Regions from separate parts of the Rattus norvegicus genome. Here region 2 is linked to region 1. The links are chromatin contacts, called in public Hi-C maps. All regions are on one chromosome and are shown on one strand. Each heading gives the region's core, a stretch centred on a gene start, on an enhancer-like site or on the middle of the called end of the contact. The rest is flanking DNA. Distances are from core to core; before and after follow the strand shown.

Region 1 (4,448 bases), core at 1,208-3,707:
TGGGCTATCCAGTCCTAAATAATCAGCTGTAAACACACTCATGCCCACGGGCGCACATGCTCACACACACACACAAACACACACACAGGCACATATACACACACCACACATGCACACACACACATACAAACACACACCACACACACACCACACACATGCACACACAGACACATGCCAATGCACATGCATGCTCACAGACACACACACACATGCACACACACATGCCCATGCACACGCATGCTCACACACACACATGCAACACACACACAGGCAACACACACACAGGCAACACACACACACAGGCAACACACACACACAGGCAACACACACACACAGGCAACAAGAAATAGACTCAAGATGTTTTATAGACAGATACAGATACATATGTATGCACACATATACATTTATTAACAATCCTAATTAAAGAAGTCATGAATTTGAGCGGGAGTTTCAGGGCACATGTGAAGAGTTGAAGGTGGGAGACGAAGGGGTAGTAATGTATTCTTTTAAAAATATTAGTGGGATCTCATTTTAAAAATACAAATTTGAAATAAAATATGTAAAATTTTTGTGTCCCTGAGACAGGGTTTCTCTGTGTAGGTCTGGCTGTCCTAGAACTTGTTCCGTAAACCAGGCTGACCTCAAACTCAGAGATCCTCTTGCCTCTGCTTCCTGAGTCCCAGGATTAAAGACATAAAGGATGTGATACCACACCTGGCTAGATTTTGTGATTCTTTAAGATAATTTAATTGAATAAAATAAAAATCTAGGTCAATATTCATGCACATGTACAAGTTAATTTATGATAAATAGATTGGAAGGTAAAGTTAAAAGGAGAAACAAATGAATAAAAAAGTTTGATGTACCTTCTATTAAATTATAATGTGATTATCTAAACTGAAGGCTCATTCTGGAAGAAAAATAATGTTAGGATGGATAGCGTCCTACTGCTGTAAGAAAATACTAGCAACAGCCACGTGAAAAACAGATGCTTACTTTCTCCCGGTTAGTGTGTCTCAGTCTTTGGTCAGTTGGTCCATTGCTTTGGGGCCCATTCTGAGGCAGCACTGCACAGTGGGCACATACAGGGGAGTGAACACACGGTGGCCATGAAACAGAGAGAGAGAGATTCTAGGGCAGCACGTATATGTTCACTGTCAACATCCTCCAAGAGAACCAACAGCAGATGACCGCAATCGGTGAACCAGCAGAACCAGCAGTGGATGACCACATTTGGTACGTGGACCTTTGAGGATTGCCCACCCAACTGTACAAGGGCTCCCAGGCTTTCTCGAAGCCATTGGGGTACAAATCCTAGCCTGGGATAGATTTTCAGAGGAGGAAAGGAGCCCAGGGCACCCTAGCTTTGCCTTCTCCTAGGAGGCTTCTATTCCAAACACACTCCATAAGGTGCTTTGTATCCCACAATGCTGCCGAAGGGCCTGCCTGGCTCAGGGTCCCTAGCCTACTCTCCTAAGCCTACAGATGACGTTGAGGAATTCCCAGCAGACACAGGGAAACTCAGCATCCGTATTCCTTGTCACTGAGTGGTACCCTGAACAACTGATAACAGTTCTTCACATTGGGAGCCTGGAAGAGAGACAAGTTAAATTTTTAAGATGAAAAGATGACCCTGCCTCTGTGTTGTCAGAAAACAGCAATTAGGGCATTTCCATTCCCAGGCTGCTGAGCGCTGGCTGTAAAAGTCAAAGATCTCAATTCAACACAGACCCATATAAAGTCGGGAGGAAACTGGTGACTTCACAAAGTTGTCCTCTGACGGCCTCAGGCACACCATGCTAATAATAAATTTTTTCAAAGAGATACTTTCTTCCCAGATATCATGGAGAATGATATAAGAAAAACCTAGAAAATAAGTAGCAGTTTGCTGTTACAGAAACATTTGAACCATTGTGTGTTGCCAGTCATAGTACTATTCTCTGTATTTGAGAAGAACTCAAGTGAAGCAATTGCGCACAAGGTCTGTAAAATTGTGGTTAATGTGTAACTTTTAAAAGGCAACAAATTAGGGACTGGGGAAGTGGCTCAGTTGGTAAAAGGGTTGCCATGCATGCATGATAATTGTAGTTCAATCCTTGGTGTCTATAAGAAGCCAGGCGGTGGACTGGAGATGGCTCGGAGAGTAAACGTGTTTATTGCTCTTGCAGAGGAGGGCCTGGGGTCAGTCTCTAGTACACACATGGCGGTTCACAAACTCCTATTCTGGTATCTGACATTGTCTTCTGGCACCTGCATTCTCATTCTCTCTCTCTCTCTCTCTCTCTCTCTCTCTCTCTCTCTCTCTCTCTTGTTCTAATGAACTCAGGAAGGTGAATATGACACAGTCCCTGGGGTTCAATCATGAGCCAGTTTAGCCTCTTGGTGAGACTCTGTGTTAAAAATTAAATGGATGTTCCTGAGGAACAACAGCCAAAGTTGACCTCTGCCTTCCACATTCTGTGCACGTGTACATCCACACACCCACATACTAATACACAGGAGTGGACAAGAGGAAGAATCTCTACATGCTGTATAGAGTTCCCCTCTTAAAAAGTTGGCTGCAGCAGAAGGTCTTCAACAGTAGCATATCCTGCTGTTGTTTTATCAAAACTTATCTGATCCAGAGAAAGGAAACATTGACTACAGCTAAACCTGGCCATTCTGGCACACTTGAGGGGCAAGGGTTAGGTGCTAGGATGTCCTCATGAAGTTCATGTCCAGAGTTACAAGCTTAAAAAGAGACACAAAGACAAGATTTGGGAGGGCCCCCCTTCTCCACCACCCGACCACCAGTAAAATGTGATTTAGAGCTGCTGTTATCCAGCCCATCATAGTAGTTATTAAAACACACTCACAAGTGCATGCACACATGCGTGCGCACACACAAACCCACAAGCCATATTAAAAGGCAATTAAAGCAAGCAACAGGAGAACCAGACGTGCCGTGATGGAATGCCACCTGGGGCTTTAACAACTGATTTTCAAAGGGCTCTGATGGGTAAAGTCACTGGGAAACGTAAGAACCGAGGTGAAAAGTCTAAGACAGAACTAAGGTGAGATGTTAGCATCAAAGAACAGCAGCGTGTAGATGAAGAATGGATGAATTAACAGTCTGTGAATAGCTGAGGTGAGACTCTCTGAGCTTTGCTGTACCTCAGTGGACACTTGACATAGCACAAAGAGAAGACACTGTGGGCAGCAAGCAGAGTACCTGAGAGGCGGGAGATTAGAGAGGGTGTAACATTTATATAAATGGAGAGAGTGAGAGAGAGCCAGAAAGAAAGACAGAGTGAGAGACAGAAAGCCAGCAAGAGTGTATGTGAGAAAGAAAGAAAGAAAGAAAGAAAGAAAGAAAGAGGAAGAGAAAGGAAGGAAGGAAGAAAGTAAGAGAGAGCAAGAGAGAGAAAAAAGTGAGAGAGCAAGTGAGAGAATGAGAGAGTGAGCGATAGAACAAGAAAGAGGGAGAGAGAGGGAGAGAGAGGGAGGGAAGGAGAGAGAGGGAGAGAGAGAGAGAGAGAGAGAGAGAGAGAGAGAGAGAGAGAGAGAGAGAGATAGAGATACAAGAAATACTTCAAATAATAATCCTTGGGGAGATGTTTTAGACAGACAGTTACAGATGTGGGAACCTCAGAGAGAAAAGAGAAAGCAGTTTGGATGTTGCAGAATTACTGGATGTAGGAATGCTAAGAAAAAAACTAAAAGAGGCAACAGCAAGGGCACAAACCCAGCTTTCCCCCAGAAACCTCACTGGCAGAAAGATAGTGGAGTGAACCACCACTGGTTTTTGAGAGAAGAACATAATGAAGTAACAGGACCTTAGAGAAGCACCAGAAAAGCCAAAGGAGCACGCAGAGGAAACTGCTTCTCAGAGTCACCTAACAGCAGCATGTTGCCCCTCAGAGACACCAAACATCTCATATATATACATATACATACATATACATATACATCATATACATATACATCATATACATATATTATACATACACATACACACATGCATACACACATGCGCGCATATATATATATATATATATATATATATATATATGATGAGAGTATGCTCTGTGAACAATATTAAAATTTGCAGGCTGGTAAGACCACTGAGGACCGGGTATGGGGAGTGAAAGACTGGGAAAATAGCTTCCCTGCTGATTCCTTTCTCCCCGTTAATATTGTCCACAACGGGATGGTCCACAAAGGTCTTGGAAAAGCCACTTTCTCCAGCACGGTGAACCACCGGAGTCCTTGAACCATGTGTTTGGTTTGGTCTGGCCTGGTGTAGTTGAGCGCATGGAAAAGTCCAGTGCTCCGGACACAGAACACAGCCCTCTGCATCCATGCAAGGTTAAAAACAAACACTTTTCTGCTTACGTTATGCCAACCGTGACATTTAAAAAAATGGAGTGAAAATTTCCCCACCTTAAAGAAAGGCTAACTGCAGGAAG
Region 2 (4,448 bases), core at 653-3,152, 250 kb before region 1:
TATGTATTCTTCAGATATTGGTTCCATGGCCTCCTGTTCCTTCATACCAGAATCTAGGGCTGCCCAAGCCCCCTGTGTTACAGAGGATGCCTTGAAGAATGGGAATACTGCACACACCCTTGCTGTACTACATTGCTTAGGGAGGGGTGGTGGCAGTGTCACCTCTACGTTTCAGCACAGACGCTTAAAATTCAATTTCTGATCCTCTCATGTGAACACATGGAACTGGGTTTGACCATCTTCCTTGCCACTTTACTCCTGAACTGGGTTTAGATGTTTGCAGACCTTTGCCAAGAGTCTTGCTGGATTAAGACAGTGAAGTTTCCAAAATACCGTGTCTCTGAATAATGTGTGTGTGCATGCGTGTGTGCATGCGTGCATGTGTGCGCATATGTGCACATGTGTGTGCGCACATGTGCACATGTGTGTGCGCAGGTGTGTGCACACGCATGCACATTGATCCCAGAGGTCACTGTCCAGTGTCTTCTTAAATTGCTCTCCATTTTATTTTTTTTTCCTTTTTCTTTTTTTCGGAGCTGGGGACCGAACCCAGGGCCTTGTGCTTCCTAGGCAAGCGCTCTACCACTGAGCTAAATCCCCAACCCCCTCCATTTTATTTTTTAAGACAGGGTCTCTTACTGAACCTGGAGCTCAAACTGATTGTGTAGCCTGGCTGGCCAGCCAGTTCCAGGGATGTTTCTGCTCTGTCTCCCCTCAACCCCCATACTAGGATTACAGATGTGCTCCACTGAACTTGACTTTTTTCTCTCCCTCCCTCCCTCCCTCCCTCCCTCCCTCCCTCCCTCCCTCCCTCCCTTCTCTCTCTCTCTCTGTCCCCCCCCCCCCCCGTTTTCCTTTTTTAACATGAGGCCGAGGATCGGACTCAGTCTTCATATTTATGCTGAGTCATCCCCCCAGGCCCCATGGTGATTTAATGTTATGAACCACAAAAGCGAGAGACAAACCTTGAGGTCCAGGCTCAGGGGTCCAGTTATAATTCACACACTTACAGGCCAGAGAGTTATTTCCAGTCTAACAGAGAAATGAGAAGCACCGCTTGTCTACATGTCATGCTTCTAGGGACAGCAAGTTCCCAGCACCAATTTCCATAGCTCTTGGAAGCCCATGGTCTGACGTTGTACACATGACCTGGTTCTGCTTGGGTGGCAAGGGAAGCTAGCTGGATCCATTTCGTGTCTGAGCCACCTTCATGGCCAAGTGACAGGGTGGAAAGGCCCTTCAGACACTGCCCATCGTCCAACAGCTGTCTCTACTGTTTAAGTATTAATGGCTTAGCTCACTCACAGAGGAGAGAGGCAGGCAATGTCCAACAAGCATTGCCTGATCCTGGGTTCAGTTTGAGCTAATCGTCACTGTTTCTGGAACATACCTATGTGGGTTTTCTCAGTAAGTGCAGCCAGCAAGTCTGAACGCAGCCCTCCTATGCCGACCCACGCGGATCAGCTTGGACTCTCGCTCTGCGACATTGCATCATCTCAAGAGGGCTTTGGGGTGCCCCGCGCCAAGTAGAATTGGCTAAATGATTAACACATGCCTTTAGGAAAAAGCATGGACACTTCTCAGAGGAAGATGGGGCTGAAATCACTGTGGCTACCTCATCTTAAAACCTGAGAGGAATTAATCCCAGAAACCCTTCATTTCTCAATCATAAGTAAGGGTAAAAATTATAAGCAGGGGCCAGGATTCATGGGAGACCAGAGCCACAGAAGAATCTTTTGGGTCCAGGACCCAAGGCAGGAGGCAGTGAGCATTTTAAGTTTCACCCTGACAGATGAAGGTAAATGTAAGCTTTGAGCCCAAGATGTAAAACGGGACAGAATTGTTGCCAGTGAAAGAAAAGAAGGTAAATCCCAGGCATCCTTCATGCTTCCGTTAGGGGGCACTCTTGACTCACAGATCCCTAGGTGTGTTTATCACAGAGCCAGTTTTCTTCCGAGGCAGGTCTGCATGATAGGTGGTCTAAACTGGCAGACTCCGTGCCAAGCAAGGCACGCAAAGCCGAGGGGGGATAATGTGGCATTTCTTCCTGCTTTCACATCAACAGCACATACCCAAGGTTAAGAAAATCAACTTGGGACAAAACTGTGCTCCGGAGCCCCACGCCTCCACTCCCCCGATCCCCACCCGGACCCCAGACCTCGTGGACTGCACTGCCAGGGACTGCCTGAGCCTTCCCCACGGATTGATTGCTGGTTGATTATTCAGAGAGATTTTGTAAATGCAGCTAGGGAAAAGAATCCTCGATGATGGGGTGTTTCCTCTCGCTGGGCAGTCACCAGGGCCGCACAGAGGGAAGAAAGCCAACAGAAAGCCGCTCATCCTTTGTAACTCCAGTATACCCCAGTGCCAGGATGTCTCCCAGTCAGAGGCCAAGCTTCTGTGTGTATGTGCGAGTGGCGCTCTCACTGAGTCATACACATACACACCTAGAGGAGTACGCAGAGCACCATGGCTCTAGAGTTGTTTGCGCTCCGTTTTAAAGCCTTAGGCATGAGAATTGGTGTGAACTACGGTGCTGATCTCTCCCAGGGCCTGGCATGACACTACTTGCTGCCACTGCTCCCTAGGTCTGGCATGATGCTGCAGTGAGCAGAAAGGCCTGAATATAACGGACAGGGAAACCCCTTGTGTACTGACCATACACGTGGTACTGAAGCACAGGTGGGAGAGGATGAGACATACGGCCCAGGGACCATAGGACTGTCACATGGGCACATGACCATTGGGTTCTAAAGACAGAATAGAGACCCTTGCTATGTGGGAAACTTGGTCTTTAACACTGTGGAGGAGTGCAGACTGGAGCAAGGAACTTGGGAGCTCTCAAGGCTGGTTCTCAACTGCCTCAGTCCAGTTCCCTGTGTCTATGCCTGTACACAGAAAAGCAGATGGACACAACACCGAGGATAACCTCCTCTACCCTTGTCTTCTCACTTTCCAAACACACATGCACACACAACACACGAACACACACATGTACATACATGTACACATGCAAACATGCACACACATACATTCATACACATGCACATACACATGTACACACATACACTGCACACACACATGAGCGCACACACATGTATACACACATATATACACACACTCACACATATGCACACACACATGCTCACATTTGCATGTCAACTTTGGGTATCATTCCTTGTCTCTTTGATATCCTTGTTTTTGAAACAGGGTTTCTCATTGGATCTCACCAACTAGGTTAGGCCAGGTAGTGCCCCAAGTATCTGCTTGTCTGAGCTGGGATATCAAGAATGCTGCCCATGTGATCACTAAACCTTGTGCTTGGGCAGCAAGCACTTGACCAACTGAGATATCACCCCAGCCCAACAGTGAGGATTTGTATCAAAGATCTGGCACCCAGATGGACACAGAAAGTTCTTTTTTCTTCACCATGGACCTGAGAGGGCAGAAGCTAGGATTTACCAATGTTAGACCATTATAGAGAATATTTATCTCCAGTTGACTATAGGAAATCATGTCAAGACAGTACTAGGAAAAAAAGCTTTTATGAGATTCTTAAAGTACAGAGCTGGCAGAGGACCCACAAATGCCAAGCAAACCTGAATGACTCAGTGTCTCTCTAATGGGCTTAGGTTGGAGACCCTGGGCAGGAATATAAAGCCTTCAGCAAGTGCTCGAGAGGGCAGGGCCCTGAGCTGTACCCTTGGCAAGGTCCTCATGTAAAGTCATCCCATAATTATAGTCCTGGAGGAAAGAGCCTTGTTCTCTCCCTGCACTGTAAGCCCCTGGGTTTACAGCTAAGTCTTCTGGCCTTGCTTTCATTTGGGTTCTGTAGCAACACAGCACCTTTGGCCCAAACCTCTCCCTTTCTATTTTTAAAAAAGAAAGGACTTAGGAGTCCTGGGGAACCTGTAATTGTCAGAGCACTTACAGTCATCAAATCCACCCCCAAGGTGTGGATGCAGCCAGGCTCCTGCTGCAGGTTTTGGTGTCTCACCACAGCACTACGGGGTTCTGTTGTGTGAGGCCTGGTCACCATGGTTCCCCGAAGGCTAGTGTTTTATATCTCACCTAATGTAGAGGTGGGTGTGCCCAGAGTGTTTTCAGCTTGAGAAACATGGCAGGACTTGCCAGTATAGAACCCTTTGGAACCATGTGGACGTGGAGCTCCAGGTAGGATGCCAAATAGTTTCTTTTTTCTTTGTCTTTGAGGTTCAAGTTCTTTTTAACTTTTGGCACACACGGGACATCCTGTTTCCACGTGGTGTGGGGAGAGCTTTTAAAAAGGTCCATTGAAAAGAACTGCTGAAGAACCTGGGTGCCCCATGGTTTTCACAAAACAGTGTTTTGATGTGTTAAGTATAAGCATATCAGAGACGTGTAGATTGAATTTCCCTCGAAACATCCAGGGGGTTGAGTGCAGGATGTAAGAAGGCAGGCCAGACACC

What was found. Hi-C and Micro-C count contacts between places; a contact is called where the count stands out from the background.
Region 2: a Hi-C map of liver shows a contact between it and region 1, with 5 times the contacts expected there. The contact joins two enhancer-like sites. A contact is called at or near these places in 3 of 12 Hi-C or Micro-C datasets (kidney, liver and mammary epithelial cells).

The regions. Positions count from the first base shown.
Region 1 is chr4:182,364,585-182,369,032 of GRCr8, reverse strand. No RefSeq gene overlaps it. Among named protein-coding and RNA genes, the nearest start is that of Ccdc91, 230 kb to the right of the region's middle. Within about 2 kb of position 2,457, at least 3 of the 93 cell types and tissues checked have an H3K27ac peak or open chromatin away from gene starts, as enhancers often do. A contact at or near this core is called in liver, where this site is marked.
Region 2 is chr4:182,617,790-182,622,237 of GRCr8, reverse strand. No RefSeq gene overlaps it. Among named protein-coding and RNA genes, the nearest start is that of Far2, 85 kb to the left of the region's middle. Within about 2 kb of position 1,902, at least 3 of the 93 cell types and tissues checked have an H3K27ac peak or open chromatin away from gene starts, as enhancers often do. A contact at or near this core is called in liver, where this site is marked.